Linked DNA regions of Zea mays: region 2 is linked to region 1. The links are chromatin contacts, called in public Hi-C maps. All regions are on one chromosome and are shown on one strand. Each heading gives the region's core, a stretch centred on a gene start, on an enhancer-like site or on the middle of the called end of the contact. The rest is flanking DNA. Distances are from core to core; before and after follow the strand shown.

Region 1 (5,535 bases), core at 411-2,910:
TGTAAACCAGGATGTTTGCAGCCCCTTACAACATGGATAGACCCTACATGCAAGTCAATAAGACAACTAAAACGTTATCTAGTGGATCTATATAAGTCTATTCTCTTTTTTGTGAGAGGCTGAAAACATCCTGGTTTACAGCCGGACTGCAGAAAAAAAATTTGCTCTCTATATCACATTAGGCTCTGTTTTCGACATGCAAGGGAAGCCGCTCTATCGGAATCGGAGGATGGGAAGGAGCTGTCAGAAAACAGAAACACATGGACGGGAAGGGCCACTGCAAGGTGCGGTACGGGGACGGCGGAGACGACGAGGACGCGGACGTCGAGGGTGAAGAGAAGGCTCATCAGCTGATGGTCATCGCAATTCGCAAGCTACTATACCGTACGTACTAGGTGTACCTATGCTCATCAGTTGATGGTCCTTATGAACGTCGATGTTTTTTTCCCTCCTCCTTATTTTCCATTTCTGATCATCATGGTGCTTAAGGTATGTCGAGTTTGAATATAACTTCCATGTACCTCTTGCCCAGGGATGAAAGTGGTCCGAAACTGTTATGACAAATTTAATATTTTAAATTAGATATATATAAAATCTGATGTTAATTTTTTCTTATGTTATTATTAGTGATATTATTAGAAATAAAAACAAAATATTGTATAAATCGTCTTATGTATTATTTGCTCTCTACAGGTGCGAAAAATACTGAATTTGTTTCCGAATCCATATCGACTTTTATATCATTTTATTTTGATAGGTTTAAGTTTTATGAATCTTTACATGCTCAATTTTATAAACAAGAATATAAAATTGTATAGTAGATTATATATCTTATTTATTTATAATAAAAAATGACTACAAACTGATTAATGAATAAACACTGTTTCCGACCATTTTTATGCCTTAGAACTCTGCAGTTGCGAAAACAGACGAATTTATATTCAATCCTGGGTCCCTTTTTTATTATTCTTATTAGTTAAAACTCTGTCCAGGCCTGCGCCGGCATATGTGTGCGTTTCTTTTTTTTTTTTTTGCCTTGCGTGCGTGCGTGCCACGTGCTATTCCAGACGCGAAGTTGCCGTTTGCCTCTTGGACCGCATCCGATGATGTGACGCTGACGCGCAGGGAGTTCCCCACTTTTTTTGGTACCACATTATTATTCTGTGCTTGCATTCGTCCACATCGTCGACGTCGACCAGCAATTTTTGGCACGTCGTCGCTGTCAAGGAGAAACGTCCTCCTGAGTTCTGACTGACTCTGCAGTTTATTACAACGTTTTTTTTTCACGTTTTGACGTGGGTGAAAGGACAAAAGAGCAATCGTTTTTTCCTTTTTTTTGACTTCAATGACGCTGCACAGACATGCATACTGTTCCGGTTGGAATTAAAACTATACACAAAAATACACTACATATATATAATGCTGCAGTTTGATACGGAGAGGCGAGCACACCAAATCACCAATAGATTACATGGCCATGTTGCGAGCACAGAGCACATGAATTCCATGTGAATAATCAATGTTTTTTTATGAAAACCCCATGGAAATGAGTTCTAGCGACAAATGGGTAGTAAAAGCGTTCAACACTTGACCAAACATCTGGAAGGAAAAAAAAGAAAGAAAAGAAAAAGAAGGGGAAAGCCGCACAAGGCAAGCGGCGGAAAATGTCAAAGGACCGCAGATCGCCGGCCCGAGGACACTCTCTCCCCTCCTCTCCCATCCGGCATCCCCGCCCACTCTCTCTCCTCCCCTCCCCTCCCCTCCCCTCCTTTCTCTCCACTCGTCGCACGCAAGCGCAAATGGCTCTAAAAAGTCCAACTCCAAACCTAGACTAGAGGCCCCTCACCGAGGCGACGACGCACGCAGCCGAGCGCCACTCCGCCGCCGCCGCCTCCTCCTCGTCCCCGTCCCGCGCCGCAACGGCCTCCCCCACCCTGCGCCCGCCGGCCGCCCCTCGACGGGTCGAGCGGAGCGGGGAACCCATCCGTCCGGCCGTTGGTCGCTCTCGCTCGTCTGGTGTTGGTGAGTGACCTCCAGCTGCCTTGTTTGACTTGGTAGATAGATTTCCCTTTCGGTTTGTTTCGTTCGCAGTTGAATCCAGGCTCCTGGATTTTATTTTTTCCCCCCGCTTCGTTCATCGGTTCAGTTCACTTTGCCGATTAGCGTGCTCTATCGAGTCCAATACAATCCGCTCCCGCCCGTGGTTCATCGGCGCGCAGAACCCGCCCATCTCAGTTGACGCCGCGCCGTGGGAGTTAGCTGGTTTGTTTTTCGATGTTTTCGTGGTGGCGGTGGGTTGGTGGGGGAGGGTGAGGGGGTGTTCGAGTGAACCCCGTCCCTCCTGGGACACGGTATTTCGGGGGGTCGGAATCAGAGGCACATGTCTAGTTTTTTTATCTCTCCTTGGATGAGGATTTTTTCCAGGAATCGTTTGAGTTTTTTTTTTAACCAGAACTAGAAGTTATGGTTGTGGCAAATAATTTTGTCGGTGAGTTCCCGATTTTAGCGTCAGATAGTCATGTGGTGTTGTAGGGAATTCATTACATGGACATTAGGGTGTTTCTGCCTTGCTGCCATACACTGATACACTATTATTTATCATATTGTCAATTGTCTTTCGATGGAAATGCTCAGTCTATTCATCATCACACATATATCATTTGTGCACTGTATTTTCGAATGAGCAAGCTGGAATTGATCTGATTCGCCTATTGGTGTCCTGTAGGTTGTAATGAGAAGCTGGACCTGTTAGGCCGAAGAGTTCTCGTTGCAAGTCTGTGCCTCAGCGATGGGTTCAGGCAACTTGATCGTGAAGAAGGTGGTAAAGCACAGCTCCTTTGATCTGGACATACAGCTTGATAAGAGTTGGATGGAGGATGTTACCTGCCCGATCTGCCTTGATTACCCTCACAATGCAGTGCTACTGAGGTGCACGTCTTATGAGAAGGGATGCAGGCCGTTTGTTTGCGATACAGACCAGACCCGCTCAAACTGTCTTGAGAGGTTTAAATCTGCATATGAACTGCCTTCCAATGTGAAAGTTTCATCTTTAGCCGTGCCTCCTCTTGATAGCATTATTCATATTGTGCCGTCTAACGCAAACAACCGCCCCAGCTGCCCTTTGTGTAGAGGTGATGTTATTGGGTGGGTTGTTATTGGTGAGGCTCGGCTGCATCTTAATCAGAAGAAAAGGTGCTGTGAAGAGGATTGCTGCTCGTTTGTTGGCAACTTCAATGAGCTTCAGAAGCACACGCAACAAAAGCATCCTGATTCACGCCCTTCAGAGATCGATCCTGCTAGGCAAGTTGATTGGGAGAATTTCCAGCAATCTTCTGATATCGTAGATGTCTTGAGCACAATACATGCACAAGTTCCAAACGGGATTGTTCTGGGAGACTATGTGATTGAGTATGGGGATGATGACACTGGTGAGGACTATGAAGTTTTCCGCAGGGTCAGGACGAACTGGTGGTCATGTATTTTCTGCAGGGCGTTTTCAAGATCTTCAAGAAGTCGTAGAAGATCCAGAGCAAGGGAAAGAATAGGCAGTGGAAGGAGGAATGGCAACCAGGTTAATCTAGAAAATTTTAACCTCGTGGTTCCGACACAACCTGTTGAATTAAGGGAAATTAGGTTTGATGAAATTGATGATGAATACATAGTCACAGGGGCCATTCCTAGTATCGCAGCACCGGGAAGAATGGCTAGTTTCCATTACAGGTATGCATAAGTAATCCTTTTAAAAAAAATCCTCACATGTGGTTGGAGTATATGCTATTGCAAATGTGTAGTACTAAGAACCAAGGGTCCTTCAAAAAGACGAAACATACACAGTTGCACAACATGCTCATGCTATTTCGAATAAACCAAATAAAATCCTTAACGGAGATTATGTACAATACACAACATGAAAGGCAAACGTCAGCATGATGTAGTTTTTGTTCTTGTCTAATTGTCTTACATCTATGGTGCCAACTCGAGCGGGTGACCTGTTCTTTGGCATGTTTCCTGTCTCACCTGTGGGTGTTAATGTGCATGATGAATGCTTCACAATATATATTCTGTACATTGCATTTTCGTGGGTGTAATTTTTAATGTATGTTGCTTAGGAATGCATCACCTAAGAAAATGCTGGAATTTTGTCTACACCCTCGAGCTCGAGGGAATATTTAGATCTGTTCTATATAATCAGTGTTATCCGTTGATAGTATTTTCATCTTTAAATGGAACTCTGACAAAATTCAATTCGTCTTTCAAATCTGACTCTTTTCATATGCTGCTTCTGTGGATGTAGGGATACAAGATATGGACGTTGATGCATAGGGTCTGCAGTAAAAAAAGGAATAGATGTTATGCAATTTACCGATCAACGTAACGTTGTAACTCCGCTCATTTGGATTCCTTTTCCACCTGCCCTCGGTAGGTGCTGCCGCAGTTCAAACTTATCTGTGCATAAAAAGTAGCAACAGAACCTCGCTGTTCGTTTGAATCAGGCCTCGTCATTCTAGTTTCGATCTTGTATATATTTAGCACCCGTCTCTATAGGATGTTGGTGACAGTTCTTTTCGGAATGCTTCTGCGATGTAGCGCGGTTTTACATAGTAACCCTGAAACAAACTTCAGCCCGCTCTAATGGGGATTTGTTTGGAGACTCGTGTCTCGCTGGGTAGCCCTTCAGATAAGAGCTTCTGAGCCGTCCATGGTGATGCTGTTCAGTTAGTTTAAGATGCTATAATATTGAGACAAGCAGGGAAGGCACGTACTGTTGACGTTTCCTTTTGACCCTACCGCCTGTGTTATTCTAATAAACGCATGTCTTGTACATTCTACATCCTGCTCCACATAATTGAGCTTCGTGCTAGGACTACAATTGTTTTAGTGATCTTGCCGGTGAGTTCCATAACAACTGGAAAGCACCTTGCGAATTCTTTCAGCTTACCTCTATTCCTGTCGATTTGCCTGCCAGTTGGACTGACCACGTCGCTGGCAGTACCCTATCTTGATCAGCGAACAACCAGATCAAAGCACTAATATGATATCGCCGACACTGGTGCCCGAATGGTCAGCTGTCTTGGTGGGTAGCACATTTGGAGCAAAATCACTTTGTGGATGCAAACAGCAGAGCTTTTACTTCTTTTTTTTATGTTACAGTATATAAAAAGATCCGTAGCACCAAGAGCTTTTACTAACCAAAGGATTTTCAGAATGTGTACATTATATTTGAGGCAGACGACAGAAATGGGGGCTGGCAGACCACTAACCACGGAATTCGCTTGCTGTAACAACTGATAATAATTGGTATAACGTCTGAGTATTTCTGTTAGTACCAGTGATCACATCCTCTATGCAACTTCTGTTGGAAAAGCTTTGACGCCTCCTTGTCCTTGATCATCTGAATCGTATGCTGCTGACGCTTGACCTGACCCTCTCGGCTTCTTGGTATGTAACCCTCACGTATCTTCCGTTTAGTAAGTAGTCTCCATCTTCTCCACTTGAGTGACGATCGGCTTCTCGGAGGAGCCTCCATCTTCTCGC
Region 2 (5,078 bases), core at 1,187-3,686, 240 kb after region 1:
ACCGTGTATCGATATAGCCATCCAAAACACTGTTTTATACTATTTTGTACTATAGACTGTACTGTTCGCAGAGTAAAGTTTAAATATGGGGATGAGTAAGCTGCTGGAGATAATCTTAATGAGGACGTAATCTATTGCCTTGGGTATTGGTTGTGCTACGTGAACTAGGAAAAGGTTGCTCTTCCATTTTTGCTCTGTATATCTCTGCTTCTTACAGTAAAGGGTTTACTGATGCAGCTGCAAGGGACATCAATTTGAGGAAGCTTGGAAGAAACATGAACTAGACCCAGACTTGACGATGCTGCTGTCCACTTTCAATAAGCTTTGTATAAAAAACAGTTCACCGTGATGTTGAGTTCAACTACATGTGTTATCAGTGTAAATATTTCACCATCGCCTATCCTGTCACTGAATATTTCACTACTGCCTATTCTGCCACTCTCATCTGCTGAAGGAAATCAGCCTTGATTCTTGTGGCAGATCCATTTTAAAAAAAAATCTAGTACCTGTAGAGGCAGCTGGACAAGGTAATGAACAACTCATGCCTTGTCGACAGCCTTCTTCCTCTGCATCCGTTCTGGTACACGCGTTTGTGTTCTGTGTGACTTCATCGTGGATTCAGTGCAGCTGACTGCACTGCATGCAACGTGTATATTTTGCTCACACTCAGTGTGGCTCACAGCTTGATGATAGCATTAGTTGAACAGCGCGCATGTACTTACCGATACAGCTGACTACTGACAGCTTATTTGTAGCCGGTGTTTCGAGTATATTTTCTAACTAAGTTCTATATATGATGACGACGTGAGTTTATGTCTGCCCGTTTTTCTCCGGGAAGCTCAGTATCTGTGGCTGCAGGTACTTGCCGTGGTAGATGAGCCTGGACATGGCCCTGTACGCCGCCTGCGTCATGTGTATGCCGTCCCAGCTCAGGTACGTGGACGGGTCAGCGCACGCCGCCGTCCCCGGGAAGCCGCACATCCGCCGCCAGTCGAAGTTGTACTCGCCGGCACCGGCGCCGCAGCAGGCCTTGCGCGTGCTCGCGGCGTCGAAACCTGATGCAGAGACACAGAGAGAGACGCGTCGTCGTCAAACGGCACGGACTTGGATGATTCGAGTCCCGCATGCGTGAGAGATCGAGTGACGAAGGAGTACCGAACGAGGAGGCGTTGTGGAGGAGGGTGAGGAAGGAGTCGAAGTAGTCGGCGTAGGCGACGGCGGCGCCCGGGTACGACGCCTGCAGGTCGGCGACGGCGCGCCGGAGCCGCGAGTTGTGCTTGGCGGCGAAGTCGTTGAGCTCCCGGAGGCACCCCGCCGAGTCGTAGTCCGCCGGCTCCGACGAGGCGGCGTTCATGGCCAGGTAGCCCGGCACGCAGCCGATGGGGAAGTTGCCCGGGACGATGACCCTGGTGGCGCCCATGTCCAGCACCTCCTTGGCGGCGCCGACGATGGTCTTCACGACCCCTGGGATGAGCTTCTCCACCTCGGCCACAGGCTTGGCCTGGAAGAAGGCGTAGTTGTAGTCGTTCCCGCCGATCTCCCCGACCAAAACCAGAGAAGCTTGAAGCCGTCTGCGAATCTCTGCACGCACGCATGCATGCGCGCAGCCACACGCAGTGCAAGGGTTTGAGCCTGCTGCCTGCCTAGCAGCGCGTCGATATCGATATCCATGGAGGGAGGATGAGACGGTTTTGGTTGATCGAGAGGAGGAAGGGAAGTGTAAAGTGTTTGCCTTCATCGGTGCCGAAGGTGTACTTGAGGAAGTCCTTGAACCACCGGAGCTGCACCTTGAGGGACTTGGAGGCGAACGGCACGGGGACGGCGGGGAGGTTGAACTGGTCGGCCGGGTCCACGGCGGTGGCTCCGGCGACGGCGAAGTTGACGCCGTGGTCGAAGCTCTTGTTCTTGCCCAGGTACGGGTTCAGGAACGGGAGACCCAGGTCCTGAGCTGCATCATCATCCATATGCATTTATATGCATGTCACGATCACGACCGACCGCGTCGTATGCGTACTGGCTGCCGCTTAGACCTCTGTAAATTAGTGACGTCAGGCACACGTACCCAGGAAGTCGATCATGAGGAGGCCGTCGGAGCACCGCCCGGTCGGGTACCCGAACGTGACGCCGTAGGGGAGGTGCTTGATGGTCTCGAACATGCCCGGAGGCGCCTCCTTGACGAGGTTCCCGGTGTCAGTGATGGAGTCGCCGAGGCTGTAGATGGCAGTGATGCCGTTGCCGGCGGCGTCGCCGGCACCGTGCCCATGGCGGCAGCACAAGTGCAGAGCGGCGAGGGAGACAGCCAGGAGGAGAGCTGCTGATACAGAGGACGAGGCCATGTCCATGCGCTCTACTACGCTAGAACGGATGATTGCTCGGAAAGAGATCAGATCGCGCTCGATCGAGTACTGTGACGACTGACTGACGATGAGTGAGTTACATGGCGGCAACGACGACGGCCTTTTTATAAGCATGTGTTGTGGGTGGATGGGCAAGAAGAGGAGGAACGGGCTTGGGCGCGCGCGCACCAGGAAGGAATCCGCCACAGCATGTTGTAGAACGACAGCATGGATGGGTGGCGATTTCGACGCCCAGAAGGCTCGGTCGGCCGCGCCCGTAGTAGATGGAGAGTGGAGACGGCCTTTCGTCGAGGGCCATGCATGCTTTTGCCACCTTTTATGTTAGCGAAAAGAATGCGCCATAAGATCGATCGGATCGAGTCCGAGATTAGGGGGGGGGGGGGGGTCATCATTTCTCTAGCTATACCATGATGTTTTGAAAAAAAAAGGTCAGAGAAAAAATTTCCTCAAATCTGTACTTACGGGGATGTAAGCAAACCTTAGGTGCAAACGTGAAAACATGTCTCTTGCTTGGGTCTTTAAATCCCGACCTGAGCATATTTAGCTCTTAAATTTCCCACCACCTCGTACAACTTTACCAAAAACCACTTGATCAACTCTACGATTGAATCACGATCTAAATGTCTAGGATGCTGCGCTGACGTATATACTTGCACCTAAGTCTTTCCACATCTATCATTGGTTTGTCTATGTGTTGAAGAGTGTTACACAATGGTGGAGCTAGCGATTTTTATGCCTAGAGCCACAATCTAAATGCATATGTAAACACATACCAAATGTACCGATAATTTTTAGGTACGGATCATAATAATACATCTTATATAAATACCATTCTTAATAGTCAAACGACTTGTTAAAACATAACACGATAAAAAGTACCGAACTACAGATGATTTCGCCCATCACCGCCGCGCTCATATCTTGATCAACACTAGGACGTGACCCTGAACCTACATGTGCAATTAGACGTTTCAAGCAAATTAGGGATGCAAACTAAAGATGTTATTAATTAGATAAAAACAATTTAGAAAAAAAGTACAAAACATACCACTTGCATTGGTAGAAGGTAATGGTCCTAATGAAGGTAACTTTTCAATGATTCTTTAGTATTAAAATGGTATAAAATATCTTTACCTTTCATGCTTGCAAAAATACCTCGCTCAAGTATCAATGTAGCAAACCCTTCTATGATTTAAGTAATCATATTCCTCATATTATTCCTTAACACTGTCTTGATAACTTTCATTACAGAAAATGCCCTTTCAATTGTGGCAGTGCAATAGAAAAAATCAAGGCTACCTTAACAAGATAAACCAATCTAAAATCAGCAATACCACAAAGGTCATGATAATTACTAAATTTAGGGTTAGATCTCACGTCAGTAATGAATATATTAAGTTATTCTCTAAGCATCATAAGTTCATAGTGATCAAAGTCAACATCATACATCTTTGTTAATTATATTAGTTGATCTCTATCAAAATTAGCAAAAGACTTCTTTGGATCTAGACAAGCAATACATCTCAATAGTTGATTAGTCATTTTAGTGAACTGTTTGTTTGATTTCACAATAATCTGATTATATACCATATTAAATATGTCATATTTAAAATGATGGCAATAAGTCACTAACTGCCTCCAGGTCCTTGAGTGACACCTAACAATAATTATCCCCCATGTTTGGTATAATAATGTATGTAAAAACCGTATGGAATCTCATCCAAAGTTCTTCTTTATAGCCATAAAATTCTCCCCTCGTATTTGATGTCGGAGTGCCAGCGTGTAACAACCTGTCCACTCCCAGACCAGCGGTAGTTACTTCTACCAGCCCTCTAGGATCATAGATCATCCTCACAAACCAACCCAAGTCTTTTGTACGCAATTTGTCCCCACACATGCGCATCTGGAAAAACTTCCCATTCGATCACCTATCCCAAGGTTGCTTTGGGCCAAGCATGCTTAATCCAAAAGTTCTTTCGAGATAGGCTTCCAAAAAAGAAGATGGATCTTATTGGTTTGAGTATTCTATTAATCCGATTAAGCATTGGGACAGTATATCACAACCCATCCCTTTTAGAAGACTGACGTCTTCGTCGGTCCGCCTCAAACCAAGAACCTCCCTTCTTGACCACGTTTGTGACCCTAGGGTTCGGGCGAAGAAGGATGAGGGAGGCGATGCGACGACCGACAGGTGAGCGTCATGACTCGACGACGATAACAATAGGAGTCTTATTTTTCCTATTTCATGTGCCTACTATGTAGGGATGATAATGGATACTTATTTGGTTTTTTTATTGCGAATAAATAGGATATTGAAATCACTATGCAAATTTGTATTTTGTTTTTTGCATTGACCTTGTAAAGATTCATAAAAGGCAAACTTCAAATTTATCAAATAATAGATATAAAATTCGAATACGGATACGGATACGAATATGGATTCAGATTTTTTTATATTTTTGTTTTAGGGAGCAAATAAAGCATAAAATAATTTACGCAAAATTTTTATTATTTGTAATAATATGTTTGATATCATAAGAAAATATCAACATAAAATTTTATACATATCTATTTTAAAATATGGGCTGGAACTAGGGTCACTTTATATATTTGGTATATGGTTCATAGAAAATAGAAAATTAGTGGAGTGTAAGGTCATTCTTAATGGGAGTTTTATGATAGTTTCATTCTTATTAAAAAAACATGTCACATAAGCAAACA

What was found. Hi-C and Micro-C count contacts between places; a contact is called where the count stands out from the background.
Region 2: a Hi-C map of endosperm shows a contact between it and region 1, with 3 times the contacts expected there. The contact joins the promoter of LOC100284864 here to the promoter of LOC100193250 in region 1. A contact is called at or near these places in 5 of 25 Hi-C or Micro-C datasets (ear, endosperm, leaf and 1 more).

Annotation. Positions count from the first base shown.
Region 1 is chr5:54,519,426-54,524,960 of Zm-B73-REFERENCE-NAM-5.0, forward strand. LOC100193250 reads left to right here and starts at 1,661. Exons shown (of 3, transcript NM_001138399.2): 1 at 1,661-2,022; 2 at 2,726-3,720; 3 at 4,295-4,647. The coding sequence starts at 2,789. The coding sequence ends at 4,316.
Region 2 is chr5:54,762,339-54,767,416 of Zm-B73-REFERENCE-NAM-5.0, forward strand. It overlaps LOC100284864 (alpha-L-fucosidase 2), which reads right to left and starts at 2,437. Exons shown (of 4, transcript NM_001157759.2): 1 at 2,063-2,437; 2 at 1,733-1,948; 3 at 1,156-1,581; 4 at 315-1,055. The coding sequence starts at 2,342. The coding sequence ends at 811. It overlaps LOC103626365, which reads left to right. Exons shown (of 7, transcript XM_008646771.3): 7 at 238-669. The coding sequence ends at 349.